Regions from separate parts of the Mus musculus genome. Here all the other regions are linked to region 7. Evidence: chromatin contacts called from public Hi-C, HiChIP or PLAC-seq and promoter capture Hi-C data. All regions are on one chromosome and are shown on one strand. The core of a region is the stretch at or near the end of the contact, and the rest is flanking DNA. Distances in the headings are between cores, read along the strand shown. Region 1 holds the start of B4galnt1 (beta-1,4-N-acetyl-galactosaminyl transferase 1). Region 2 holds the start of A730063M14Rik (RIKEN cDNA A730063M14 gene). Region 3 holds the start of Os9 (amplified in osteosarcoma). Region 4 holds the start of Arhgef25 (Rho guanine nucleotide exchange factor (GEF) 25). Region 5 holds the start of Pip4k2c (phosphatidylinositol-5-phosphate 4-kinase, type II, gamma). Region 6 holds the start of Dctn2 (dynactin 2). Region 7 holds the start of Ptges3 (prostaglandin E synthase 3).

What was found. Promoter capture Hi-C pulls out the DNA fragments that hold promoters and counts their contacts. Hi-C and Micro-C count contacts between places; a contact is called where the count stands out from the background. HiChIP or PLAC-seq counts read pairs in DNA pulled down with a chosen protein or histone mark. Capture Hi-C pulls out chosen DNA fragments and counts their contacts.
Region 1: a promoter capture Hi-C map of hematopoietic stem and progenitor cells shows a contact between it and region 7, with 3 times the contacts expected there. The contact joins the promoter of B4galnt1 here to the promoter of Ptges3 in region 7. A contact is called at or near these places in 4 of 39 promoter capture datasets (the C10 cell line, hematopoietic stem and progenitor cells, liver and 1 more).
Region 2: a contact with region 7 is called in an H3K4me3 HiChIP or PLAC-seq map of neural tube, with 4 times the contacts expected there. The contact joins the promoter of A730063M14Rik here to the promoter of Ptges3 in region 7. A contact is called at or near these places in 3 of 39 promoter capture datasets (the SN4741 cell line, hippocampal neurons and liver), 1 of 484 Hi-C or Micro-C datasets (B cells), 4 of 115 datasets of contacts at active chromatin or transcription factors (astrocytes, differentiating embryonic stem cells, neural tube and 1 more) and 1 of 9 other capture datasets (liver).
Region 3: a Hi-C map of centroblasts shows a contact between it and region 7, with 11 times the contacts expected there. The contact joins the promoter of Os9 here to the promoter of Ptges3 in region 7. A contact is called at or near these places in 4 of 39 promoter capture datasets (hippocampal neurons, liver and pre-B cells), 1 of 484 Hi-C or Micro-C datasets (centroblasts) and 3 of 115 datasets of contacts at active chromatin or transcription factors (bone marrow-derived macrophages and fetal liver).
Region 4: a contact with region 7 is called in a promoter capture Hi-C map of liver, with 2.7 times the contacts expected there. The contact joins the promoter of Arhgef25 here to the promoter of Ptges3 in region 7. A contact is called at or near these places in 4 of 9 other capture datasets (adipose tissue, liver, macrophages and 1 more).
Region 5: a contact with region 7 is called in a promoter capture Hi-C map of hematopoietic stem and progenitor cells, with 5 times the contacts expected there. The contact joins the promoter of Pip4k2c here to the promoter of Ptges3 in region 7. A contact is called at or near these places in 3 of 39 promoter capture datasets (hematopoietic stem and progenitor cells, liver and pre-B cells).
Region 6: a contact with region 7 is called in a promoter capture Hi-C map of liver, with 4 times the contacts expected there. The contact joins the promoter of Dctn2 here to the promoter of Ptges3 in region 7. A contact is called at or near these places in 5 of 39 promoter capture datasets (hippocampal neurons, liver, neutrophils and 1 more) and 3 of 115 datasets of contacts at active chromatin or transcription factors (embryonic forebrain, embryonic stem cells and pancreatic cancer cells).

The regions. Positions count from the first base shown.
Region 1 is chr10:127,163,574-127,167,197 of GRCm38.p6, forward strand. It overlaps B4galnt1 (beta-1,4-N-acetyl-galactosaminyl transferase 1), which reads left to right and starts at 1,583. Exons shown (of 11, transcript NM_008080.5): 1 at 1,583-1,946; 2 at 2,431-2,649; 3 at 3,145-3,309; 4 at 3,426-3,532. The coding sequence starts at 2,432. Gm51819 (a long non-coding RNA gene) reads left to right here. Exons shown (of 3, transcript XR_003949045.1): 3 at 92-110.
Region 2 is chr10:127,068,712-127,072,708 of GRCm38.p6, forward strand. A730063M14Rik (RIKEN cDNA A730063M14 gene) reads left to right here and starts at 1,770. Exons shown (of 2, transcript NR_040660.1): 1 at 1,770-1,913; 2 at 2,206-2,390. It overlaps Tspan31 (tetraspanin 31), which reads right to left and starts at 1,550. Exons shown (of 6, transcript NM_025982.4): 1 at 1,404-1,550; 2 at 635-802; 3 at 197-277. The coding sequence starts at 1,466.
Region 3 is chr10:127,119,853-127,123,854 of GRCm38.p6, forward strand. Os9 (amplified in osteosarcoma) reads right to left here and starts at 1,308. Exons shown (of 15, transcript NM_001171026.1): 1 at 1,105-1,308; 2 at 517-693. The coding sequence starts at 1,266.
Region 4 is chr10:127,187,349-127,191,082 of GRCm38.p6, forward strand. It overlaps Arhgef25 (Rho guanine nucleotide exchange factor (GEF) 25), which reads right to left and starts at 1,424. Exons shown (of 15, transcript NM_001358557.1): 1 at 903-1,424. The coding sequence starts at 999. Dtx3 (deltex 3, E3 ubiquitin ligase) reads right to left here. Exons shown (of 6, transcript NM_030714.2): 6 at 3,030-3,691. The coding sequence ends at 3,616.
Region 5 is chr10:127,209,771-127,213,541 of GRCm38.p6, forward strand. Pip4k2c (phosphatidylinositol-5-phosphate 4-kinase, type II, gamma) reads right to left here and starts at 1,852. Exons shown (of 10, transcript NM_054097.3): 1 at 1,568-1,852. The coding sequence starts at 1,741.
Region 6 is chr10:127,264,844-127,268,492 of GRCm38.p6, forward strand. It overlaps Dctn2 (dynactin 2), which reads left to right and starts at 1,419. Exons shown (of 14, transcript NM_027151.2): 1 at 1,419-1,691; 2 at 2,571-2,639. The coding sequence starts at 1,656. It overlaps Gm40800 (a long non-coding RNA gene), which reads left to right. Exons shown (of 2, transcript XR_872171.2): 2 at 524-901. It also overlaps a transcript of Kif5a not described here.
Region 7 is chr10:128,056,701-128,060,686 of GRCm38.p6, forward strand. Ptges3 (prostaglandin E synthase 3) reads left to right here and starts at 2,282. Exons shown (of 8, transcript NM_019766.4): 1 at 2,282-2,586. The coding sequence starts at 2,585.

The DNA.
Region 1 (3,624 bases), core at 333-2,832, 890 kb before region 7:
CTTCGAATCAAACTTGGGTCCTCTAGAAGAGGGAGAAAAGCTCTTAACCACTAAGCCATATCCCCCAACCCAACTGTTGGCTTTCTGACAGGGTCTCACTTACTTAGACCAGACCAAACCTGCTAACTCCTCAGCTCCTGACTCCACGGTGTTAAGAAAGGCATGCGCCACGTCGGTTTTGATTCTACCAGTCAAGAATAAGATGACTGCCACAATTTTTGAACAAAATTTGAAGCAAGCTTTAATACTAGCCAGGATGATGGACTCTGGCCAGTCCACTCCAGGGTTCCTAGAAAATGGCCACCAGCTACAATGGCCAGGTGATTATAAAGGGCTAACTCACAGGCTATGCCTTGGTCAGATGGAAGCAAGCATACATCCTGACATACTTCCTCCTACCTACCTCTCAACTCCCTGTGATCCCCTAGAAAAGTGAACGCATGTGGCTTGCTATCTGATACGGGTAACAGCTTCCAGAGAATCGTGGCGTATCTGTCCTCGGGCAGGGAGTTGACCGGTTACAAAGATCATTTTGATTCACGGAGTTCTTGGGCACAGTAATAAAAACCTAACTTTGCATTCTACACCCGATGTCTATCAAGTGTTTTGTAAATAAATTTATTCCTATTTACAATAATATTCTATCTACATGTGGGTCTGTGAAGGGGTATCCAGACGCCCGGGAACTGGAATTATTGTTGTAAGCTGCCATGTGGGTGCTGGGAATTGAACCCAGGTCCTTTGGAAGACCAGCCAGTGCTCTTAACTGCTGAGCCATCTCTCCAGTAAGTGTTTTATATAGACAGGTTTACTAATATTTCCCTTCGCCTCTTGCTTAGGGGATCTCTTCCGACTGTAAAGGAAAAAAAGCCCTTGATTTATTTTAAAGGTTTTGTAATTCTACTTTTAGCATTTGATCTGAAACTTCTGGTTTAAGGGTGGGTTTTCCCTCTTCTCCCCAACACACACACACAGTTCATTCAATATTGCTTATCTACAGCCCCAACCCCCAGACACATTTTTCATTATGTTTTACCTATTTTTCTATTCAATTTTGATCCTTCTGAGAACCACAGGACTTTGTTTCTGGTCAGTGTCGGGAATCAAGCCACCTATGGCCTACTTCACTGTCCATCTGGCCACTTTCTGCGGTTCCTCTTCAAGTCTGTACCAAGAAGCAGTTAGGGGAAGTAGGCCGGCCATTGAGTAACGGCTTGCCTCGGTTGATGGCTGGAATTCGGAGCCAAGAGGTCAGAGAGAGGCCGCTGTCTTTGTTGCTCGTGAGGCAGTGTTCACCTCCAGGGCTGGCTGGTTTTATTTATTTCATCTTCCCCATCCAAGTGTTCCTTGAAATGAGGTTAGACCGCATACTGAACCCAATCGCCCTTCCTGGGGCTACACTGTGAACGAGTGGGGAAATGGCGGGGACCGGGAACTGGCATCTTAGACACCGCGGTTTGGGGACGAAGGGATGTGAAAAGGGGGGACCTTCCCGGGAGGGCTCATCGCCTAAGCAATCTTCTCCGCGTCCGCCAGACGGCGCCGCGGAGCTCGCCATCCCCGCTCAGAGCCCGAGCCTGTGCCGCAGCCAGCCCGGGAGCGGCGCTGCGCTGCGGTGTGAGAGCCGGGCGGAGGCCTGAGCCCTCGGCTGCCTGGGAGCGCGACGCGGTGCCAGGGCTTCCCCGCTTTGTCGCTGGGGCTGGGGCGCGGCGGATTTACGATCCAGTTCACCCCGGCAGGAAACGTTCAGAACCACCCCCGCGCTGCGGTCTACAAAGCCCCGGAGTCCGCAGGCGGGAGGAGTCGGATCCCCGACACTGTCGGGCTCCCTCCCGCCCAGCTCCCGCATCAGGCCGTCGCCGGCCTCATGAGGACCCCCCGGCCGGGGCGGAGAACCGGGCACTGCCCGGACCGCGATCCTGCCGCGGCCTTAGAACGTTAGACAGGTCAGTGCGCTGGCACGCCCGGCGGCCGAGGTGTGGGCAGGAGCGGCGTCCTCCTGGCCTCGCGCATCGTGCCCGTGGCTCAACGAGGCCACCCGAGGGTCACCGAGGCCGGGCACCCGCGAGCGCGGGCGCGACACCGTGCCTTCCCTGACCCGCCAGGTGCAGTACAGCCGCCCCTCCGCAGCACCCTGGCCCGGCTGCTGCCCGTGGGGTGGGGGTGGGGTCCCCGAGGGCTGCGCACCCAAGATACTGCATGTCACCACGGCAAGCCTTGGGTGTATGCGGAAGCCCAGAGGCGAGAGAGAGGCGGAAGAAAGGAGGCCGGGAGACCTTTGGCGTGAGCATGAGGGAAGGGGTGCGCGCCGTGCGGAGCGGAGATGGCTGGCCTTGGGTACCTGCGCGAGCCTCGGAGGCGGCGGGGTCCAGAGTCCCGGCCCTCACGTTCTCTGAGAGCCTGGTCACCTCTCACCCTCCCCCATATCAGGATGCGGCTAGACCGCCGGGCCCTCTATGCGCTAGTCTTGCTGCTCGCCTGCGCCTCGCTGGGTCTCCTGTACTCCAGCACCCGAAACGCGCCAAGTCTCCCGAACCCTCTGGCATTGTGGTCGCCCCCACAAGGTCCCCCGAGACTCGATCTGCTAGACCTTGCCCCTGAGCCTCGCTACGCACACATCCCGGTCAGGATCAAGGAGCAAGTGGTGGGGTGAGTGCGGACCGCGGCGTGGCGGCGGCGACAGCGCAGAACATGCTGGAGGGGGTGGCCGGGGAGCTTTTGTTTCCTCCAGTGCTAGACTCGGACGCTGCTTACTGCTGACTGGTTGGGTGCAGTTATCAGGGAGGTGGAGAGGGCTACCGAAGCTTGAACTGGGGGGGAGACAGGGGCGCGGCAAATCTATCCTCCTCAACCTTGTCGCCGCCACTGGAGTGTGGGAGGATGTACAGGCAAAAGAGCACCCGGAGACTGCCTGCTGTCTTGATTTAGACTTGAGATTCCAGAAGGGTTCCTGGATGGCGGCTACGTAGACATCCTAGTAATTGGCCCTAGTTCGCACCTCTGTAACGCACAGATTTAAGGGATAAGCTGTCTCTCACCTGTGGGCAGAGTTGAGGGATCAAAGTGTGCAGCGCTGTGCGTTTTGTGAGATAAATGGAGCTTAGGTACCTACCTGGACTCTGAAGCCGCTTCTCCTCCCTTTAGGCTGCTGGCTCAGAACAACTGCAGTTGTGAATCCAAGGGAGGAAGCCTTCCCTTGCCCTTTCTGAGACAGGTTCGGGCGGTTGACCTCACTAAAGCCTTTGACGCTGAGGAGCTGAGGGCTGTTTCTGTCGCCAGGGAGCAGGAATACCAGGCCTTCCTTGCAAGGTACCAGTGAGAGAGGAGGATCCAGCTCTTCCCAGGGAGGCCAGTGGTGTCGTAGTGACCCCGTTGGAAGAAAGAGCTCCTCTCCTACTGACTCCTTTATCACCTCTACACTACAGGAGCCGGTCCCTGGCTGACCAGCTGCTGATAGCTCCCGCCAACTCCCCCTTACAGTACCCCCTGCAGGGTGTGGAGGTTCAGCCCCTCAGGAGCATCCTGGTGCCAGGTAAAGAAGGAAGGTCTCAGGGGTTAAGTCAGGTCGTGAGGGTGGCGGAGCTACAGGCTAGCAGGTGGAGATCTCTGACAAAGAGATATGGA
Region 2 (3,997 bases), core at 520-3,019, 990 kb before region 7:
AGGAAAACCCCACAGAGACCGCAGCGTGATCATTGGTAATGTGAGGTGTCTCAGGGTCTCTCTGCATCTTGGGGAATTAACCATATGTGTCAGGGAGCACACATCTGTGGAAGCAGTGGGTCTGAGCAAGGATGAGATGAAGGGGTCAGATAAAAGTGGAGAAAGCAAGCAAGTACATGAAAGGGCTTACCCTTACCTGTGTGTTTCTGTTAATAGCCAGACATGAGCAAGAGATTCCAAACTGGAAGATGAAGACCAAACCTAGGATGATCATATACTGAGAAGAAGTTAGGGCAAAAAGACCTGTTTTCCATTTAAAATACCTCATTCAGGGAGACAGACAGACAAAGCTGTGTGGTAGCCAGCCTAGTGTGAGCTCCAAGCTAGGACTACATAGCATAGGCCCAGTTTCTGTCTTTAAAATCTCACCACTGTAATTCTAACTGCGATGTGGCAGGCAAGGGGGCAGAGTTCAAGGCCCTTCTCTGTTCACAAACTGCACTTTTTATCAAGTTGGGGGAAAACCGTCAACTTGTGTGGGTTACAGAGTAAGAACAAAGAGACGTGTTTGAGGTCCCCTGGTCCCCTTCCCAGGAAAAGCCCGCTCAGGCCCCAATCACTAAGGCCAGGATACAAAGAAGAGCAGCACTTGATGGTGGTTCGCGGCGCCCACCAGTCCTGCCACCGCGATGAGGAGAAGGAAGACTCCCACAGCAATGACTCCTCCAATGATGTGAATGCTAGACACCACACCGAGGCCCTTGCCCCAGGCAGCCACGCCAATGAGCAAAAAGCCCACAAGCTGCAAGAAATAGAAAGAATACACTTTATTCAGCCTGATGTGGTGGCTCATACCTGCAACCGCAGCACAGCGAAGTTCCAGGTTAGTCTGTGCTAGCTAGCTCGCTATACAGTGAGACCCGGTCATCGCCAAAGATTTCTAGCAATGCAGCACAGCCCAAGGCTATATTACAAGGGGACGTGGACTTGACAAGCTAAGCGCTTGAGGTGTGCAGTCAGTACTGTTCATCTCTAAGCGCACTTCCCAAGCAACTGGGAATGACTGAGAGAGAGTAGGGCAGGGTAAGTAGGTACCTAACACACAAATGGAAGCCTTGGCGTTGTCTAGTAACTCTAGTTTGGGAAGAAACTGGAGCAGAAAGTGAAGACTGGAACTATAGGCCCTCAGTCTCCAATCCACCCCTGCCCACCACCAAACAAGCCCCCTCATCACCGGAAGTCTATCTATCCTCTTCCACGGAAGTACCCAGGAATTCCCTCTTCGCCGGAAGTTTCTGGGAAGCTTCCCAGAACCCCCAGTACACCCCTCTCCACGCCGGAAGTCCCCTAGAAACTCCCCCATTCTTTCCGCCCCGGAGATTTATCCATTTCCAAAACCTCACCATATAAACCACGTTGAGAGCGCACAGCGCATTCCTGGAACAGGCAAATCCGCCGCAAACCATCTCCCCAGATCTGGGGACCCAAATGGTCCCAAGACTTGTGGGGAGGGTATCGAGGACCGTCTTGTAGGACTCCCAACCGCGTCTATCGCTTTAAATCCAAGCCACCCAAACCAATTCTCTGCGCCTGCACCGTCCCACCCCTGCTTCTGGATTGGTGAAACTCGTGGCTAATCCAAGACATCCAGGACTTCAATGCCAATCAATCTGCATTACGTCACCAGCCTGCCTCCCAGTCTTGCCCTTAGTTTCTTCATTGGAGGAAACTTAAAAAAAAAAAAAAAAGAAGAAGAAGAAGAGGAAGGCGAAAGAAAGAAAGAAACCGAGGCCAGGGTTTCTAGACAGTGTCTTAGAGACCAGAAGCTAACTAAAAAAAAAAAAAAAAAATCTTGGATTCCTGAGTACGGAATTTCGAGACTAGGAACCCGAGGAGATACTCAGGAGACTCAGGTGAACAGAAAAAAGGGGTTTCGTAGAGGTGAGAGGAAGGGGCTCTGCACCTCTAAAGGTAACCCTTTTCCGCCGATTTCCCGTGTTTCCCGATGATCTCACGTTGGTGCCATCGTTTCACTGTTATACTCTGGAACAGTCATACTCTGGAACAGCACGAGGAGCCAAATGCACTATGAAGCCCAGCTAGAGAGGATCCAAGTCGGGCGTAGCATTAGCGGGCAAATCCTCACGCATTTGTTAACTGTGTTTGCTAGTACTCACGTTCCGTTCTGCATCCCTTTCCCTGCAGTGTGGACACGCCAGAAATTCAGGTGGAAACAGTGACTTGAGGCCGGCGCATTCCTGTTCGTGACAAAACCACAGGCACAGACGCTGGTGTGCTCTACATCTTTAGAACACAAACGTGCTGGATCAGGCTTGGCACATGACGCAAAGTGGGGGCGAGTCTGGAATATGAATAAATAAGAGCCTCCATACTGTCTCTTTTTAAATTTTTATTTTTATTTTATGTGCATTGGCGGGTTTGCCTGCATGTATGTCTGTGTGAGGATGTCGTATCCCAGGAAATGTAGTGTACCCCAGGAAATGTAGTTGCAAACAGTTGTAAGCTGCCATGTGGTTGCTGGGAATTGAACCCAGGTCCTCTGGAAGAACAGCCAGTGCTCCTAATCACTGAGCCATCATCTCTCCAGCCCGGAGGCTCAATACTTTCACTCCAGTGGGTGGCTGGTCGATAACGTTATTGCATAAGCGTTTGGATACAGTGCCCTTTTAGTGGAGTGACAAACGACACTACCTTTCTCTTCCTCCTGGGCAAAGAAGCAGCTGTGGTAGGAATGAAGCCAGAGAATGCTCCCATCAGCTCCACACAGTGATTCGAGCCCACGTGTGCTCACACCCTGTGACTGCCAACAGTCTATCCGTGCTGCAGTCAAACTGCATGGGTTTGAACTTTCTGGCTCACCATCTGCACCGGCCAGGTACTTAAATCCCCTATATCTTCTTCATCTGTCAAAGAGGGAAAGACGGCCATGCAACACACCTAGCAATACTTCTTTAACAAATTCAAGATGGTCATGTGGACTAAATGAGTTAGGATATATAAGATGCTTGAATCAGTACCCAGTAGCTAGCAACGCTCAGTTATTACTGTTTAGTCCATTTTTAAAGATTTATTTATTATTATAATTAAGTACACTGTAGCTGTCTTCAGACACACCAGAAGAGAGTGTCAGATCTCATTACGGGTGGTTGTGAGCCACCATGTGGTTGCTGGGATTTGAACTCAGGACCTTCGGAAGAGCAGTCAGTGCTCTTAACTGCTGAGCCATCTCTCCAGCCCCTGTTTAGTCCATTTTTGTGGAGTCCAGTAAATCCAAGCATAACCCCTTTATCTCCAAATTAAAAAAAAAAAGTTCAAAGTTATCCTTCCTAAATCACCCTCAAGAAGATACTCTTGAGTCAGCTCCAAGATTAAGAGCACTTGGCTTCAGTTTCCAGCACCCAAATAGTGGCTCATAACCCGCCATAGCTCCAGATGGAGGCACCAGGCACACATATGGCACAACATATACATCTAGGCAATACACTCACATTAAATACATTTTTTTAAAGATTTATTCATTTATTTATTATATGTAAGTACACTGTAGCTGTCCTCAGACACTCCAGAAGAGGGAGTCAGATCTCGTTATGGATGATTGTGAGCCACCATGTGGTTGCTGGGATTTGAACTCCTGACCTTCGGAAGAGCAGTCGGGTGCTCTTACCCACTGAGCCATCTCACCAGCCCAATACATTTTTTAATTTTAATTTAATCTTATGTTTATGAGTCCCCTATCTGCATATACATCTGCATGCCAGAAGAGGGCATCAGATCTCAGTATAGATGGTTGTGAGCCACGTATGGTTGTCAGGAATTGAACTCAGAACCTCTAGAAGAGCAGCCAGTGCTCTTAACCACTGAGCCATCTCTCCAGCCCAAAATATTTTTTTTGTTGTTGTTTGTTTTGGTTTGGTTTTTGGTTTTTTTTTTGTTTTTTTGTTTTTTTTTTGTTTTGTTTTTGGCTTTTTGACAGGGT
Region 3 (4,002 bases), core at 58-2,557, 940 kb before region 7:
AAAGTATAACTGATCCCCACCCATGCCCTTTCTTCTTCTTTTCTTCTTCTCTTCTTTCTTCTTCTTTCTTCTTTCTTCTCAGACAGGGCTATGATGCTCTGTGACCCACCTGGGATCACAGGCATAAATCATTCCCTGCCCTCCATAAAGATAAGAAATCATGGTATCCTTGAAGCACTTGGATGAGGACTCCCACAGGTTCAAGTATTCACTGAACTTCGTGGAATACAATGGCATCCTGAGGTAATGAGCAATAGGAGCAGGAGGTGACTTTACAGGTAGGCTCCAGCTCTTCTGGTCCCACCACCGTCCTTCTGATGTTGGTTTAACCTATTTTGAGATCTTCTATCTTAACCTTTCCCTACATTCAGCAGAGTCTTTGCTTTGCACGCCCCCACCCCACCCCCCACGCTCCCCCCCCCCCAAACATATCTAGTACACCAATGGCCCTTTAACTCCCACTGGCCTCCATTCCGGTTCCCAAGCCTTCCCTCCGCCCACCCCAGTTCCTTTCACCTTCAGCAAACAAGGGGCATCTCTCATTGGGCTCAACAATTCAGGGATCCCGGGCCCCTGGTAAGCAGGCGTCTCCTCCTCTCTTTCACGTTGGAAGTGAATAGCTCCAGCTGGTAGGCGGCACTCATAGCGCTGTTTGTACTTTGAAGACACAACCACCACGTCTGAAGCTTGGCTCTGGGAAAGAAGGGTCGGGAAGAGGGGCAGGGAGGCAGAGGCTGGGACCAAGAACAACGAGATCCCTCTTCAGACCCTGGGGACGTGCCCAGTGGAAGAGAGAATAAGCCACAAGTCCTCCAGCTGCCCCGGCTGAGCGGAGGAGAGGGCGTTCTCGCTTCCCCACCCGGCGGGGTCCCAGTGATTTCACTACGACCTGGGGAACTAAGGTCTACAGTGGGGAGCCCTACCCCTGTCGGTGCCTGGTCTCCGAGGATGGGTCTGCCTGCCATTCCCAGCAGGACCGCAGGAACACCACCATCCCTTCTCCATTCCCCCATTCTCCCGAGCCCGGTGCGCAGTTGCCCTTCCTCCTCCACCGTGCGCCCCTTCCTCTTGCACAGGACCCTCACCTCGCCCCACACCCCTTACCTGCCCTCCCATGACAGGCAACGGCAAGATCTGGATGCCATAACGCATCTCACTCAGCTCCTCCAAATTCAGGCTCCCGACACCGCCCGTCAGACGCGCAGGTAACAGGAGCCCTAGAAATAGCAATCCCAACAGACTGGACAGCAGCACCTCCGCCGCCATCTTCCGCTCCGTCTCTGCTAGAGATGTCCCTTCCGCCCCAAACCTGGCAGCGGCCTCACCCGCCCATTAGCGCCCCAAGCTTTCATTGGCTGTCCGGGAGCTCTCTCTTACGTAACGCATCCTCATTTGTAAACGTGGCGTCAAAGCCTCCAGGGAGGCGGGTCGCATTGTTAGTAAAAATCAATAGCTGTTTCTGATTGGCCAAGAGCAACAACCAATCATCGGCGAGATTGGGCCCCTCCCCTCCTCGCTCCTTAATCCTGAGGTGTGGTATGTGGCTGTGTTCTTTTGCCTGTTGTCTCATCCCCAGCTGTCGGAAATAAACCTTCTTACTATTTTTCATATATTTCTTGCAATGTATGGCATCTCCATCGGGCAGAATATTGAAGCGGATGGTGAGTGCGGGGGATATTTTTGGAAGTTACTTAATATCTTTTCAAAATATACTATACAGAAGCATGCTTCTTCATAAAAATATACATATATCGCACAGATATTTATGTATGTACATATATAATTATGTACATATTTACATTTATATACACACAAATATACATGTACATATTTTTATATACACATATATGATAATATATTACCAACAACCAAATAATCTGTGTCAAAACCTGAATTTGCCCTCCAATAAAATTATTTTAAGAAGGAGAGTGTGGTAGTGCATGCCTGTAATCCCGACACTCATGACACAGAGGCAGGAGGCTCAATAATTCAAGGTCATCCTCTTCCATATTGTGAGTTTGAGACCAGCCTTCGATATTTGAGTCACACTCTCAAATACACACAGACACTGGCTTAGCAGGGTTCAAGCTGCATCACAGTTGGTGTACACACCTGGAATCCAAGCAGTCATCCTTGGCTACATAGAGTTGGGTTCAAGCCTGGAATACATAAGACTCTGTCTCAAAAGAAGAAGAAATAATAATGGAGCCAACAGTGGAGGTAGATGCCTATAATTATAAGCTGAGGCAAAAAGATGAACAGTAGGAGCCAGCCCAGCTTATGAATAGCAATCTTTGAGGAGGAGGAGGAGGAGGAGGAGGAGGAGACAAGGAGGAGGAAGGCAGGGGAGAGGAGAAGGAAGAACTAAAAATAAGGGCCTTCTGGTTAAAGTTGGGCTGGGTCTTGGGTATGTGGGTAAAGTGTCTGTTTGTCCAGACTGTAAGGGAAAACCTGTAAAAACAAAAGGGAAATGAAGCTGGAAACAGACGGTAACTGAATTAGCAACCCTGAGAATATCAATTCCTAGACAACGGCAAACGAGAGACATTATATACCATTGGAAAATTTCTGCGGGGAAGCTCACCACGCCAGGGGAAAATCTAAAAGATACACAGACACATATCCTGCTTTTAACACCTTGGGTTATGTGCCTGCACACAGACTTTTCGATCAGATCTTCATAAGACCTCACAGTTAAAAACTCGGAAAGCCAAGCACAGTTATCTATCTAAGGGAAATCCTTAATACACAAGAAAGAAACCAAAACAAGCAAGTCAGAAAGGAAAAAGCAAATTGGAGGCTAGAGAGATGCCTGGGGTGGAAGAGGCAGGGGTAGATGGAAAAGTGTTTTGGTGTAGGCCTGAGTTCATAGAAAAATCTAGCTCAGCCGACAATCTGTCATTTCAACTCATCAGGGCAGTTTTATGTCAGTGTGACACAAGCTAGAGTCATCTGAGAGAAAGGTGCTCCGCTGAGAAAATGCCTCCACAAGATCAGGCTGTAGTCCAGCCCATAGGACATTTTCTTGATTAGTGAATGTAGCCCAGCCCATGGTGGGTGGAGCCATCCCTGGGCGGATGGGCCAGGATTCTATAAGAAAGCAGGCTGAGCAAGCCAGTAAGCAGCAACCCAGCATGGTCTCTGCATCAGCTACTGCCTCCAGGTTCCTCCCCTGTCTGACTTCCTTCAGTGATGAACAGTGGCGTGGAAGCATAAGCCAAATAAATGTCCTTCCTTAACTTGCTTTTGATCCTGGTGTTTTATCACAGCAATAACAACCCTAAGACAAACAGAATAGGCAGATCCTGGGGGCTTCTTGGCCAGCCAGTCTAGCCAAATTGGCAAATTGGCATGCTCCAGCGTCAACCAAAAACCCTGTCTCAAAAACAAAGGTAGGGAGCAATAGAGGGAGACGCCCGTGCCGATCTCTGGCCTCGATATGTCACAAACACTCACGTATGGACGTACACGAGCACACCCCTCTTATTCAAATTAAAAAAAAAAAAAAAGCAAATTAGAGCAAACAGATTGCCAAGCAGGAAAATGGCTTAAGTGTCCTCGGTGGAATAATCCAGTGCGTCTGAAAAGAGCGCACTGCACGGCTGAAACCTTCAGTGAGTCAAATCCAGGGCTCTATGTGGAGCCATACCTGGCGAATGTGCAACACTGAAATACATCCCCATTTCAGGCAGGGTGGCACTTAGCTCAGGAGACCTAGAAGTCATTATCCTGCTCCACCCTCAAGCACTGTAATTAGAATGCTGTGTTTTTCTTATTGTTTATTAATTTGCATGTATGTGTTGTGCCCAAGGAAGCCAGAAGAGGGCGCTGAATTCCTTAGAGCTGGAGTCACAGTAAACTGAAAAGCCAAACCTCAGTGCTGGGGAGCCAAACCCAGCTTCCCTGGAAGAGCAGTGTGTACCCTTAACTGATGAGCTATCTCTCCAGCCCCAAAAGTATATATATTTTAAGAAGATTTATTCATTTATTATATGTAAGTAC
Region 4 (3,734 bases), core at 174-2,673, 870 kb before region 7:
GATGGACTCTGCCCCCCACCTCGGGAGTCCTAGGGGAACCCCCATGTTGTCCTCTCCATGATGTTCAGCCCGTCTCCCAGGGTCCCCTCATTTGCCACCCTCCTTTGGGTTGGCCAGGATAGAAATCTTTGCAAAGGCACTCTGGGGAGGAGGGACAGTAAGCTCCCAGGCCCGTGCTCCTCCAGTTCCATGTGAAGGTTCCCCATATCCTGAGCATAGCACAGATATGCGGGTGGGGGCAGCCATCTGGGCAGACACTGGAAACTGGGGGTAGCCATCTGCTTCCCTACAACACTCCCCCTTGCAATAGGTACAGACCATTCTCCCGGAGAGGGGTGAGAACAAAAGAACGAGGCTGTCTGCCACCTCCAGCCCCTCTCCTCCCACTCCAGTAATTACTATATATATTGTTTTGGACAGCCCCCCTCTCCAGCGCATGCACATACCCAACCCAGGGGGCAGTGAGGACAGCTCAGCGGGGCTATCTTTGGCCAGCAATTGGGAAGAGCTGCAATGTGAGTTCTTATAAAACCCTTTACAGGTAGGTAGATACCCCTCGCCCCACCCCCAGCCCACCATTCCTCTGCTCCCTTTTCGGAAGATATTCAGCCAGTGTGATCTGAGACACAAGGTTCTGGGCATCAGGCGATCACCAGAGAATTTTCCCTCCTGGCTAGCTGACTAAAGGAAAGAAATGGGTCCTCTGACCCTTCCTCAACTTCCTCAACTTGAATCAGCAGGAATCTAGAAGTGGAAAAGGACCTTAGATATTCTCTGTTAAATCATTTTTTTTCTGGAAAACACCCGTACATGCTCCAGCCCTAAAGCCCTAGGGCTAGAGTAAGCAGATGCCCTAACCCCAGCTCAAGCTCAATGCTGGCCCCCTCAGACCTCGCACTCACCACGTCCCCCCCGGGAGAAGCAGCAGCCGCATTTTGCCAGCACTTTTCGAATCACACGGGGACAGGCACAGCGACCCCCTTTGTGACCCCCCCGCATGGCGCCCGGGGCCCCCCGCACCCCCCACCCGGGCCGGCCATGCAGGGGGAATCACGGGGGGCGGGGCGGGGCGGGCGCAGGGCGCACACCCCCCTCCCTCCCTCCGGGGTCCAGGCTTGGAGAGGGGGGGAGAAAAAGGATGGGAGGCGGGGGTCCAGGAGTAGACGGAAGTCGAGGCAGGGGAGTCTGGAGGGAGGGCCGTGCGGGGCTGGGCCGCGGAGTTGGGCGGGGAGGGTTTCCGGAACCCCGGCGGTGCGGGGCCCAGGGTCCAGATGTCCAGCCAGAGGAAGGGGTGATGGGGGAGGCCCGGCCGGGATGCGACAGCCGCTCCAGCTCCGTCTCCGGCCTCGGCTTAGGGGTGGCTCTAGGCCCGGGCAGGGAGGTGCGGGGGCCGATTCCCAGAGCCACTGGAGCCGCGCGGGTCCGGGCCGAGCGGCGAGCGGAATAACAGGCCGGGCCACGGTGCTGCCGTGGGGCGGGGCCTCTGCGGCCAGGCTCCGCCCCTCCGCGCTTCCCCAGCCCCCTCCCCCAGGCACCTCCACGCTTGCAGTCCGGGTCCCCAGACCTCCGCCCCTCCTCCCAGGCCTGGGCTCCCTCTAGCATCCCAGCTGCAACTGCGGGGCTCTGGGTTGGGTGGGCGTGAAGGCTGGAGGTGGGTCTGCCTTGCTCGCCCCTTGGACTCTAAGATGAAGAATTCGCAGGATGGGGCCTTGTTGTGTGTGAATGGTTCTGAGGTTCTGGCTGTCTCCCCCGCCACCCCTCACCCCCATGCCCCGAGTAGGGCTTGTGTGCCTGGGGAACACTTTGTAGGGAACACAGCCCAGGTGCCGCCCTCTCCCCCGACCCATCTTTCCTCCAGGCCCCAGAACTCCAGCTAAAACTAATCACCAATTAAGGCGAAGTCCGGGCGCCTGGGCTGGCCCAGGGCCAGGGGTGGGGCGCGGGGACACTCCACTCCGCCTTCGGGGGCTCGGGACCCGCCGAAGTGAGGACACACATCGGGCTAGAAGAGAAGCGTGGTGTCTGCGATTTAATGGTCCCATGCAAATTAGGCGCAAGCCTTTATGCTAATATGAACAGAATCTATCTGAAGTCACCACTTTGCGCAGGATGGCAAATTGTGCCCCACCCAAGCCCAGCTTCTTACCGGGCTGCGGAGCCCAGGCGAGGACCTCAGGTTCGCGCTGCCCTGTCTGATCCTCCTCGATACAATCACTCTCTGTCTTGGTACTCCCAGGCCCTAAGGGATCTCTCTCCGGGGGCTGCCGAGACAGAGTCACTGTAAGGACCCTTTCCTAGGCTGCCACGACCTCCCCCTTCTTCTCTCCCTCCTGTCAAAATACACATTACTCTGAAAGCGTCAACCAGAACTTGGCATATGGCCCTCGTAACTGAATTTATGGATCCTTGCGACTGCTCCATATAACTTTTGTTTGCGGGGAAACTGAGTCGTGGAGTGCAATTCTCCTAAAGTCCTCTAAAGACCCCCCCGACCCCACCCGCGGTCCCTCCTCCTTACCCCCTCCTGCCCGGGTACGGCGCATGCGCGCAGCATGCCACCCATGACCCCCAGTATCCGGTCAGTGCGGCCAGGGGTGGGGCGGTCCGGGGGCTTCATGCTGGACCCCTACCCTGCTTCAAGTTTCAGGGCCGAGGGGCCACGGAAGCTGGGGGGCTCTGAGGCCTGCGTGCGTCCGGGGAGTTGCTACTGCCGAATCCGCCCCCCTGCCCGGCTCCGCCCCGGCTCCCACCGCAGCCAAACTTCTCAAAAGGGGTAGGGTTGTTCCCTTCTCCACAAACGTAGCTGAACCACAAACAAACCCCTCTTAATCCTGATTCCATCAATCCAAGTGTGGCCTAGGGCTTTGCAGGGTTATTGCAACGCCCAGCGTTAGCTCTGCCAGAGGAGAGTGACTCCTAGGAAGAGAAAGGGTCCATTCAGGCATGCAAGGAATCCCCATTACCCCATCTCCTCAGCGGGTCCACACCCCACCCCCACCCTGTCCGAGGAACAGAAGACGGGTGTGGCATAGAGTTGCATATTTCACTTTATTTTTATTAAATTAAAAGCTACAGTCTGGCAGCAATTCCAGATTTGGGGGGGGGGGGCGGTGAGGAGGCTCCTTATAGGGGCAGAGAAGAGCGAGAGACAGACTGACAAAGACAGACACGGGAGAGAAAGGGTCCGTTAAGGTAGGACTACTGTTATCTTAACACACAGCTGGCTGGGGGAGGCAGCTAATATCAGTCCAAGGTGAGACAGTATTCAGGGGCTGGAGTTCCAGAGACCCCATCCTTCCTACCCAGGTCCTTTCTCAGCTTAGTCACTGGAGCACGGTACATACCAGGAAAAGCCAAGGACACTGGAGAAGCAGGGGCAGAGAAAATATGTACACGGAGTGAGGGGACGGGAGCCTTGGAAAACAGCCTCTGCTGGAGCACTTGGCCAGTGGGGGGGCAGGGGAAGGGACCATGTCCTCTTCCCCTCTGAGTTCCCACCCCAGTCAGACATATCCCCTCAAGGATGGTGTGGGGGCAGAGAGAGGCGGGGGGAGCAGAGGCTTCCGTTGGATCCTAGTAGAGGACAGCGGGGGGCCTTGGCAAAGGAGCTGTCCCTCAGTCGTCTGTGATACCCTTGGCTCTCAGTTCCTCTTGCACCCTAGTCAGGTAGGTTGGGTCCGGATACCCAAACCTGGGGCAAAGAGAAATGAGGATCAGAGTTAGTCGTTTGGACT
Region 5 (3,771 bases), core at 602-3,101, 850 kb before region 7:
AGCTTTGGGCTCTGCAAGGGCAAGGCCCCGTCTAATCGGCACCTTGCAGGTTCAGCTAGTCTAGTGCCTGGCACACAGTGGTCCTGAACCGCTTATTAAGTGAATAGACAATGCCTGTCCTCATTTTCTCACTTGACAAAGGTTGCAGTCTAACCTAAATCCCACATGCCACAGTGCACGCAACTGCTCTTGTCCTCGGTAGGAAAGAGGACAGAACATATTCCTTCAGAAAGAAAAGAAAAAGAAAAAGCTACTTGAGAGTCCCAGCCTAAAATTCAGCTTTTCCTGCCTGCTCCTTACCACCTGCTAAGCACGCTGAATCATCGCTAAGACATATGTTCAAGGAGTTTCTCTGTTCTAAATCTTGAGGTTCATGTGTGCTGGCTGGAAAGCGAGGTGTTGATGGTATTTTGCCTAAAGAGCGTGAGGTAGGTCTTACGGGAAAACCCTCCCCTGTATGTACATGTTCCACGGGGATGGGTAAGTCACCTGGAAGGTACTAGGGCAGCCTTATCTCCACTAGTCTTACCCACAGCAAATGCCTTAAATGGAATCCTCGCTAAAGATAATACCCCTGAGAGCAGCCAAGGCAGAAGGGAGCTAACTGACCGCCAGCGATGTTCCAATCAGAACATAACAATGTGGCCTCTTCCTCGCCCCCTCACACCTCCACAACACATCATGTCTACAACCCAAAGAAGTGGTAATCAAAATAGTCCCTGTCAAGCTCAAGATAACTGCATGCTTCCTACTCCCGACCTAAGTAAGGAGAAAACCAGCCATGCCTCACTAGCCTTGGTTCCTCCACGATATCCTCAGGACAGGAGGTGCACTGGGCCCATCGGTCTCAGTTGCACTGTTCCGAGCCCCTTCTGGCACCTAAAGTCCACCAATAACGTCCTTGCCACCACGGCTCCTCAACCTTTCCCTGGTTACAGGTGACTCCATTTATAGCAAACACCATCACTCCAGCCAACAATGGGGACACAGCTAAGCCCAAAGACATATATTAGCATTTCGACCTCAGAGAGGGCATCCCTAGGGTAGAGTGGGGTAACTTCTCTGAAACGCTGAATCTCTGGAAAGGGCATGCAGGGTTAGAAGGTCCAAAAAGCCTAGAGGCATTCCCAGAAAAAGCCAAGGTTCGAAAGTCAAGGGCTGGGGCTCAAAAGCAAGGTGGAGAGGAAATCAAACTACTTCTCTGGCCAGGCAGTAGTACCCAGACACGCTTCACGCACTGTCGCACCCAGACCTCACCAATAACCCTTCAGAGCCACTCCCCTTAATGTCCCTCTGGCTGCAGCCGGATCCTGGCCAGTCCCTGTAGCCTGGGGCTGGACCTGACAGGAAGGAGTCAAGGAACAGAGCTGGATATCAGGTGAAGATGGAACTCTAGGGGAGGAGTAAAGGGGAAGGGGACAGACAAGAGTCTCCACCAGAAGCCACCCCGGGGGACACCGGGGAATGGTGCGCTGGGAACCAGGCCGGGCGGGGGAGAGGCGGCAGCGCGAGGACCCGGATGATCCTCGGGCCAAGGGGCAGGAGCCGGGGTCCCGCCGGTTCTTACCGAGTGAGCGACGCCCCACAGGAACACGCCCACCAGCGGGTCCGCGGCCCGGAACACCTTCACTTTCTGCTGTACGAAATGCTTCTTCTTGGTTTTGGAGGCGAAGCCGAATCCCGGGCCGGGGCCTCCAGCTGCCGCGGGTGCGGTGGCGGGAGGGACGGAGGAGGACGCCATAGTCTCCCGCGCACCCGAGCGAGTGGAAGCGGGAGCTAGCCGCGACTCCGAAGCCCGACCCGGAAGCGGTGCTCACCTGCGCAGCCGTCATGTGACCGGAGGCCCGCCCTCAGGCGCGCGAGCGGGGCGGGGCGGGGCCGGCGGGGATGGCTCCACCCCCTCGGCTGCCGGGCGGTCACCTGGCTCGGGTTGCACTCACAAGGATGCGGGGTTGGCGCTGTGCAGGGCGGCGCTTCTGTCGCTTCCGGTTCTGTCCAGTTTCTAGTGGATGAGCTCTGTCCGTAGGCGAACGTTCTGTTTGAGACCGGTCTCCTTGCTTAGTCCAGGCTGGCTTCAAACTTGCTATCCCCTGCCTCATTCTCGGTATAAAGTTTGGGTATTACGGAAGTGAGGATTGGTCCTCCATGAAGTTGGGGTTGCAGACTCCATGAAGTTGGGGTTGCAGACATGACAAATTTAAATATATACATTTAATTGTTCTATGTATATAGGTGTTTGGCTGGCACGATGTAAGTTCAGTGCCCCGGAGGCCAGAGGAGGGCGTCGGATCCTCCGAACTGAAGTTGTGGGAGCTGGGTGTCAAGTATGGTCCTCTGGAAGAGCTAATGCTCTTTTTTTTTTTTTTTTAAAGATTTATTTATTTATTTACTATATGTAAGTACACTGTAGCTGTCTTCAGACACTCCAGAAGAGGGCATCAGATTTCGTTACAGATGGTTGTGAGCCACCATGCGGTTGCTGGGATTTGAACTCAGGACCTTTGGAAGAGCAGTCGGCGCTCTTAACCACTGAGCCCTCCCTCCCTCCCTTCCTCCTCCTCCTCCTCCTCCTCCTCCTCCTCCTCCTCCTCCTCCTCCTCCTCCTTCTTCTTCTTCTTCTTCTTCTCTCTCTCTCTCTCTCTCTCTCTCTCTCTCTCTTTGTTTTTTGGGTGTTTGTTTGTTTGTTTGTTTGTTTTGTTTTGAGACAGGGTTTCTCTGTATAGCCCTGGCTGTCCTGGAACTCACTTTGTAGACCAGGCTGGCCTCGAACTCAGAAATCTGCCTGCCTTTGCCTGTCAAGTGCTGGGATTAAAGGCATGTGCCACCACTGCCCGGCTAAGTCATGTCTTCATCTTCTGGAAATATGAAATTTTAGGTCATGGCCCCAAGTTGATTTTTTTTTTTAATTCGTTCATTAATTCATCTAGTCAACAGGTATTTACTGAGAACATAATTGGAAGCCACTACCATTTTGGGGCTGATTCTCCTCTGGTTGAAGCAAAGGAAAAATTCTACCCTAGAGGAATTAAAAGTCTAAAGACGCAGACTAGCCAAGGAGAAGGCTGCAGTATTAAGAGATAAGGACATGCCGGGCAGTGGTGGTGCATGCCTTTAGTCCAGCACTCTAGGAGGCAGAGGGAAGCAGATCTCTAAGTTCCAGACCAATCTGGTCTACAGAGCAAGTTCCAGGACAGCCGGGGTTACACAAAGAAACCTTGTCTGGGAAAACCAAAATAAATAAATGAAAAGGTAAATTCAGAGCAAGATGTTGAAAGGCTTCCTAGGGAAAGAGCAGTATACAAAGATGAAGACCAAAAGGAAGACAGAAGACATAAAGACATAAGGCTAGAGACGGGACATGGGCACAGGAGACCCTCTTTGCTTTACACTGCTAGAATGTTTATTCTGACATTCCGGTGGATGACGAACATTGCCAAAATCCGTATACTGATGGTGAGCTAACCCAGTGAAGATGAAATGGCATCTACAGGCACAAGGTTTGAGGCCGGAAGTGTCCCTCAGTGCTACAGTGTTTGGCTAGCATGTGCAAGACCTGGGCTCATTCCCAGGTTCCACAATAAATAAAGAAGCACATGACTAAATAAAAACAGCTCAAGGTCAATTTGGAAAATTCACTGAGGGTGTGAGATTCAAAGGACAGGAGGAAGTCCCAGGCCGTGGCTACACCGAGAGGCTGTGGTGACTGGAAAAGGGCCCAGTGTTTAGCAGAGCCATCTGGACTGGGGATACAGGTTTAAGGATTGCCGTGGA
Region 6 (3,649 bases), core at 169-2,668, 790 kb before region 7:
CCTGTATTCCTACCCAGGCTACCAAGTGCTAGGAATATATGTGGACAGCACTGTGTCTGGCTTGAGGACTTCCTTTTGTCCTGAGTGTACCTTTTTATTTCTCTAGTAGCACGTAGTAGGTTTTCTATTTGTCTCTCACCTCCCATCCCAGCCCCAACCCCCTTCCTCCTTCTCCTCTTCTGTTCTTGTTTTGAGACAGCTGGAGCTACATAGAGATTCTGGGACTCACTAGACCAGGCATGTGCCACCACACCCAGCCTTTCCTTCTGTTTTAAAAATGGGTCAGTGAGATGGCTCAGCAGGTGAAGGGGCTTGCCACACGACTGAGTTTGATCTGCAGGACCCCCATGGTGGGGAGAGAAAGCAGATGCATAACAGCTGTCCTCTGATCTCCACGTTCCTGTGTGCGCGCACACACACCACACACACAAAGAAACAAATTAAATTAAATAATTGGGGTTTCTATTGTCATGCATTGATGTGGCAAAGTAAGAGGATTAACCATACTGTATCTCTCCTCCAGAAAGATTGGTTGCTGACTGGACACAAAGCTACTATATGTAAGGTCCTGAGTTCAATCCCCAGCACTGAAAAGTGAGTTCCAAGCCACCCTGAACTACAGTTTGAGACCTGTGTCAAATTCCTTCCTCCTAATTTCTGGGGAACTATTAATGAAATTGATGACCGTCATGGAGAGTTCAGTCAGACTGTGAGCCAGCGCTTTTTCATTTAAGATGTCCAGACTTTTGAAGAAAAAAAGAAGAAGAAATAGCACCCTCAGACGAACTTGGGTTTCAGATTATTATATGCATATCAGAAATATAAGAAGCATGCTTATACTAACAATTGTTAGTTGTTGACCTGAAATTAACTTCAATAAAAAATTGTTATTATTTATTTATTTTATGTGTATGGGTGTTTTGTCTGCATGTATGTCAGTGTACCACGTGTGTGTCTGGTGCCCTCAGAGGCCAGAAGAGGGCACCTGGTACTGGAATTATAAATGGCTGTGAGCCACTATCTGGATGCTGGGGATAGAACCCAGGTCCTCTACAAGAGGACTGTGCTCTTAACCCCTGGGACATCTTTCCAGCTCCTGAAATTAAAATTTAACTAGGGTCCCTCTATTTTGTCCAGAAGCCCTAACCTGAAAAGACGGCCTCATTTTTCTATTCTTTAAATGTTTACTAAATCTTGCTATTGTTTACAACGTGGCGAGCTGTGTGGTTTCATGTAACCAATCTCTAGGTTTTCTAAAGCAGGAATTATGAAACTCCTTTCATAGACTATTAAGAACGAAAGGAGATAACTGTATGCAATAGCTCCCTAACGTTGTTATTGTCGCTTCCAGCCCAAGCCCCAGAAGACCGGGACTACATATCCCACAATGCTAGGCGGCGTCTCCTCGCCATTACCTCATTCCCTGTCGCTCTCACCAATCCCAGCCTGTCCAGGGGTGTGGTAGCCGGCTGTCCTCGCGACTTTTGCTGTCCCCCGCCTCCTGCCGGCCTGCTCCTGTCGCGAGACTTCCTGCTCCTCCGCCGCTCCCCTTATCGTCGCCTTTGCTGGGGACCCGGACCCAGCCTCTCCCCCACTCGGTCACCAGCCCCGGCTCCTCCGAGGCCTCGGTCCCCCAGCCCCGCCTCGCCGCCGCCATGGCGGACCCTAAATACGCCGATCTCCCCGGCATTGTGAGTACAGGGCCGGGCCCGGCTCCCCAGACCGCGCCCCCGACCTCCCGAGGACCCCCAACAGAAGCCAGCCCGCGACCCCTCCCGCTGGCAGCCCCCTAGCCCCAAGGGTCCCCGCCGCTCGCCCTTCGACGGCCGCAGCACCTTCTGGACTCCAGACCCGACTGGGCCGGGCCGTTGGACCGCGTCGGGCCCTTTTTCTGGCAGTAGCCGGTTTCTCCGCCCAGAAATCGCCTCCGGGCGCTTACCACTTGAGCCCGAATGTCTGTACCGTCCATGTCAACAGTGCCCTTGTCGCCCCAAATTTCCCGATTGCCCGCCCCCGCACCCTGACTCCAGCCGAACTCACCAGGCCACTTGGTGGCCTTCATCTTGCCAGGGAAGAGGTTACTGTTGCAGAAACCTTGTGCCAGTGGGGAGCTCTGTGCATTGCGAGCACCTGTGTGCTTGCTCCTCATGCACAAGCCGGCATGTACCCTCCGTTGATGCTGTCCTCTCTGCATTCTCAGGGTTGGGGGCGGGGGGTTGGCACACCGGACCTTGAGAACTAAGGTCCTGAGTCACTCTCAACCCTTGTACAGTGATGTGCAGGGCCTAACTCAAGAAACCCTCACCAGATTAGGACAAGATAATTACCAAGGACTGGCCTCTCAGCCATGTTCAGGGTAGCATCTTTCTTTCACTATGGACGTTTTATCCCAGATCCCAGTTTGTACCTGTGGTCATCCCACTGGATGAAACGGACATAGAGTTGACAGGGGAGGTGGAGGGCGGAATCCTTGAATGACAGTCAGGTTTTGCAATGCCTTGTTCAAAGGAAATGGGATAAGGGATGAATGCTGGGTAATGAGTCTGGGTGGTCACCGCTTCTCCCTGCAGGCCAGGAATGAGCCAGACGTTTATGAAACCAGCGACCTACCTGAGGATGATCAAGCAGAGTTTGATGCGGTAAGACTGTGTGCTACCTCAGGATCCCTCTGGACTCTGACCTTTCTCCCCAGATGCAGGTCCTTTTCCTTCTCTGGCAAGCCACAACAATAAGTGGGTATGCCAACCCCAGCCTGGGTGGTGTGGAGGTCTCAGGGCTTTCAAAGGCCTTGCCCAGCAGCTGGCAGCCACCAATGAACAATGCCAGAAAGGAGAGTCGAGCCAGTGAGATTACAACTAACAAGACCTGTAAAACCCAAGTCTTATTAAATACAATTGAGATATCTCAAAGCAGTTACATTCTGGACTAGTGATTAGTTAGGCCCCAGGGTCTAATCTGTGCATTGAATTATAAAGCTTGAACATAGTAAATCGTTTAAGGTTGGAGTAGACATTTTTTTTTAAAGATTTATTTTGTTTATATGAGTACACTGTAGCTGTCTTCAGACACACTAGAAGAGAGCATCAGATTCTATTTCAGATGGTTGTGAGCCACCATGTGGTTGCTGGGAATTAAACTCAGGACCTCTGAAAGAGCAGCCAGATGCTCTTAACTGCTGAGCCATCTCTCCAGTCCGACCTTTTTTATTTTATAAGATATTTCACTCATTAAATTAAGTTCTCATTAGTATTTAGCAAGAACTTGAATTTGAACTGTAGCAGCCATTAGGGAAGGTGGAAGCAAATGACTTGGAAATGTCAGAAAACCACACGCGTGGTCAGACCAAGATCATTTTGGGGAATAACATAAATACTGTAATCAGCCGAGAAAAGACGATAGTAATATATTAAGCCTGCTCTGTGTGCTCTAAGGAGTCGGGGGCGGGGCACACACTTTAACCAGGAATTTATTGCAGAGGAAGAGATGCCCTAAAGGAGCCCTTTTACATGACTGTTAGACTGTGTACAGGAAGTATAGGAGTTAGCATACGTATAGGTAACATAAGAGAAAGCCCAGGGTGAATGAACAGCAGTCAGTACAGTCCTGGGGGTACAGAGGTCCAGCGATGGCCTCTATAGATTGTGTTTTA
Region 7 (3,986 bases), core at 1,032-3,531:
CCATCCTATTTTCATTATTTTACTTGTACTGGTGTTTTGCGTATGTATGTATTATGAATGTATTATGTATGTATGTATGTATGTATGTATGTGCCTTTGCACCACGTTACAGTGAGTCACCATGTGGAAGCTGACAATTGAGCCTGAGTTTCCTGGAAGAGCAGTAAGTGCTGTCAACTTCTACATCATCATTTTTTTTTTTTTTTTTTGAGACAGTATCAATCACTGCATAGCCCTGGATGGCCTGATTTTAACTGTGCTAGGGTTAAGGGCATATGTCATACCTGGCCTTGTTTAAGTTTTGTGTGGGGGTGTTTTGCCTGTGTGTAGTATCTATGCCCAATGCACATGCCTGGTGCCATTGGAGGCCAGAGGTCAGATATCCTGGGACTAATGGAACTGAACCCAGGTCTTATAGAAGAGCAGCCAGTGCTCTAAATTCTGAGCTATTTCTTCATCCCTGATAAAAGTTTCTTAACAAGGCCTGTTCTGTTTCTTCCAGTTAACATGTCCCTCTTTTTTTGTGCTTCTAACACTTTTCAATTTTCCATTATAACAGTGGGTCTTTTTTCTTTTGGGGATGTGTTAGTAGTTGCTGGTGTCATGGTCTAAGCCCAGGGCTTACCCATGCTAAGCAAGTACTCTACCACTGAGCTACATCCTAACCTTTATTGAAATTGAAAATGTTTCTTTTTGGGGGGTGGGGTTGTCTGTTTTGTTTTTGTCTGATTTGGGGGGGGGGTTTGTTTTGTTTTTTGATTTTTGAGACAGGGTTTCTCTGTGTAGCCCTGGCTGCCCTGGAACTCACTTGGTAGACCAGGCTGGTCTCGAACTCAGAATCTGCCTGCCTCTGCCTCCGGAGTGTTGGGATTTAAGGTGTGCACCACCACCGCCCGGCAAGTCTGATTTTTTGAGGCATGTGTCTTTATATATACAAGGCTGGACAAACTCAGAGATCAACCTGCTTCTACCTGCCAACCCACTGTTGGGATTACAGACATGGGCCATGAACCCTAGCTCTTTTCGAATTTTGAGGGAACTGGAGTTAATGGTTCAGCAGTCAGAACACTGGGTGCTCTTAAAGACATAGGTTCTATTCCCAGAACCTACATGGTTCACATGATCTAGTTTCAAAGGATCTCAGGCCCTATTTTTGACCTCTGTGTGGGAATCAGGCACACACACGGTACACATACATAATTGTTGACAGAATACTTACATCACCTCGGGAAAAAATGGAAATTTGAAACAGGGAAGTTGCCCACACTACCAAGTTGTCCCAGCTCCTTCAGCTGAGATTACAAGCCTGTGACACTACACCAGACTAATTTTCATTTCCCTGACAGGTGGTAAAGTTCTTAACATCAGGCAATTGGATCTGGACTATACAGCCAACATCACCAATTAGTCTGCACTGACATCAATATCAAAAGAAAAAAGCCTGTAATACCAGCACATAAGAGACTGAAGCAGGATTACTCTAAAAACCTGATGTCCTAATAGTGGCTCATTGGTCTACCTCTGCCCTAATCCGTCAGTTTTTGATAAGCAGAGATTGTTCTTGGCTACTAACCCCATTTAACCCAGGGCATTGTATACAAAACCAGTCAAAGGATTTTCAAATAGATCCTTAACCACCTCATCTGAACTCACGCAAGGAGACAGCGAATTAATCTAGAAACTTCCCTCCTCGCCTCCCCCAGGGCGCCAATGTCTCCAAGCAGGGGGGAGAGGCGCGCCCCTAAAGGCAAAGAGGCAAAAGCAGCTCCTCCGCTAAAGGAGCCCAGGCGGGATCCGGACAATCAGAAAAACAGCGAGTGGTCCAGGCTTTAAGGACGAAGCCGTTTTTCCACGGATGCAACCGGCGTTGCCGGGCGTGGTGGCTTTGGCACAGGACTGCAATCCCGGACTCGGGCGACTGAACTCGAGGCCAACCTGGGTTTGCGGCAGGCACCCCTGTCTAAGACAAAACAATCCCCACACATCGCCTTGGGGTCTGCTGTATACGCCGCAGCGTCCCACCGCCTTCCAGGGCGGCCCCTACGTCTCTCGGGGAGATCGCCCGCGAGCGTGCTCAGGCGGTTGGCGGCCAACGGCTTGCTAACGCGAGACCGGAGCCCGGGAAGACAGGCGCGAACGGGGCAGCCGGAGGGTCGAGGGGAGGGGCGGGCGCGGGAAGGATCGCGAAGGAGCCGGGAGGCCCCGCCCCTTCCGTAGAGATCTCTAGAAAACCGCGCAGAGCCTGGAAACGGCGATTGCGCACGCGCGGCGGCCGGCCCGGGCATTTTGCTGCGTCACCAGCCGCCGCCCGGCCTCGCCACCCCTCGCGCGCACGCACGCTCCTTCTCCGTCCTCGCGCCCCTTTTCCTACACTTTCCTTCTCTCCCGGGTTGAGGGAGCCGCTCTCCGCGCGGTGCATTCTGGGCATCGAGGCCGAGCCCGCCGCCGCCGTCGCCTAAGAGGAGCGAGGAGAGGCCGCGACCGGGCAGAGACCGCCGGAGTCGCCGCCGGAGAGGAGTCGACTCGCCAGCCGCCGCCAGCGAGGCCCGCCCACCCGTTTGTCTGGCCCTCTGCCCCGTTCACCATGTGAGTGCGACATCCCGCCGACGGAAGGTCGTCCCGGAGCGGAGCGAGGCCGCGCCGGGAGCCCCGGCTGCCGGGAAACGGCCCCTCGCCCTCCCCCCACCCTCGGCCCTTCGCCTTTCTCCCCGCCCGCGCTGGTGGCAGCCCTGCCGTGGGGTGGGAGGGCCTGCATCCTTGTTCCTGTTACCGTTGGAGGACATTTTTCCTCCAGATGTCCGTTTCCCCACCTCCAGATCGACCCCCGGATTCCTCGTGCCAGAAATCCCACTTTTCTTCCCTAGACAGCCTGGCTCTCTCGGAACTCTGGGAACTTAGCCTTAGGCCCTAAACTCGTGTGTGAGCTTTCCGCCATGAGGGCGCCGGGAGCCGTGGAGTCCTGCCGCTCGGTGCTGATGCCCGGACCCGGCAGGACCGGGCTGAGAGCATTTGTGGGTGCCGCCGTAAGCCGGTGCTACCGGTAGGGCACCACGCGGCCCTCGGCGGCAGGCACTGCTAGGCAACTAGAGGGGGCCATGCCGTCACCACAACGAAACTTCCCGTTCCCACATCTCGGGTCTCTTGAAAATGGTGAACGCTAGCAAATGCGGTCACCTCCTTGGCAGCGAGTAATAGTTACTATGGAGCAGGTAGTTCTGCACGTGTCTAGTCACAAGATACTTGTGGACTCTTTTCTTCTCTGTACCTCAATAAACTTTGGGTGGCATTTCGTCATGCTCTTTGTATGCGGAGGTGAAACAGGTATAAAATGACCATCTCACTTGCCTGAAGGTCTTAATTTGTTTATATGGAGGTTACAGATTCTTTTAATCTAAGAATTTTTGCCCTTATTTTTCTAGCCTGGACAACTTTCAAATATGAGAGAATTGAATTACAGTACTTGAGGGTGGTGTGGGTGGCTGCTATGCACAGCACTAAAAGTTACGGATTGTAGTTGAAAAAAAAAGTTTAACGATTGTACAAGTTTAAGTTTTAACTGCTTGCTTGAATGGCTAAAAATCTAAATTGATAGACGATGTCCTAGAGCCAATTAGTGGCTGAGAAACAGGTCCTAGAAGAAGACCATGTAGTACTAGAAAATGTGTAAAGAAATTTGGAGGAGTCCCCCATAAAAACAAAGATATGTAGCAGGTTTTACATTTTAGTGTTTCATTATAGTAATTTTATTCATGTGTGTGCCCTCCCCCCACCCCCTCGTGTTCCTGGAGGTAAGAGGACAGTCTGTGGGGAAACAATTTAAGTTGTCAGGTAGAGAAACGGAGAGCCTTCACTTGCTTAGCCATCTCACCAGCATGGATTTAAATTTTACCTTTGAGATGTTAAGAAAAAGCTCTTGTGTGTGACTGACCTGTATTCTGATGTCATGTTGGCTTCTTAGGACAAGTTTATGTAAAAACTTTTTGATA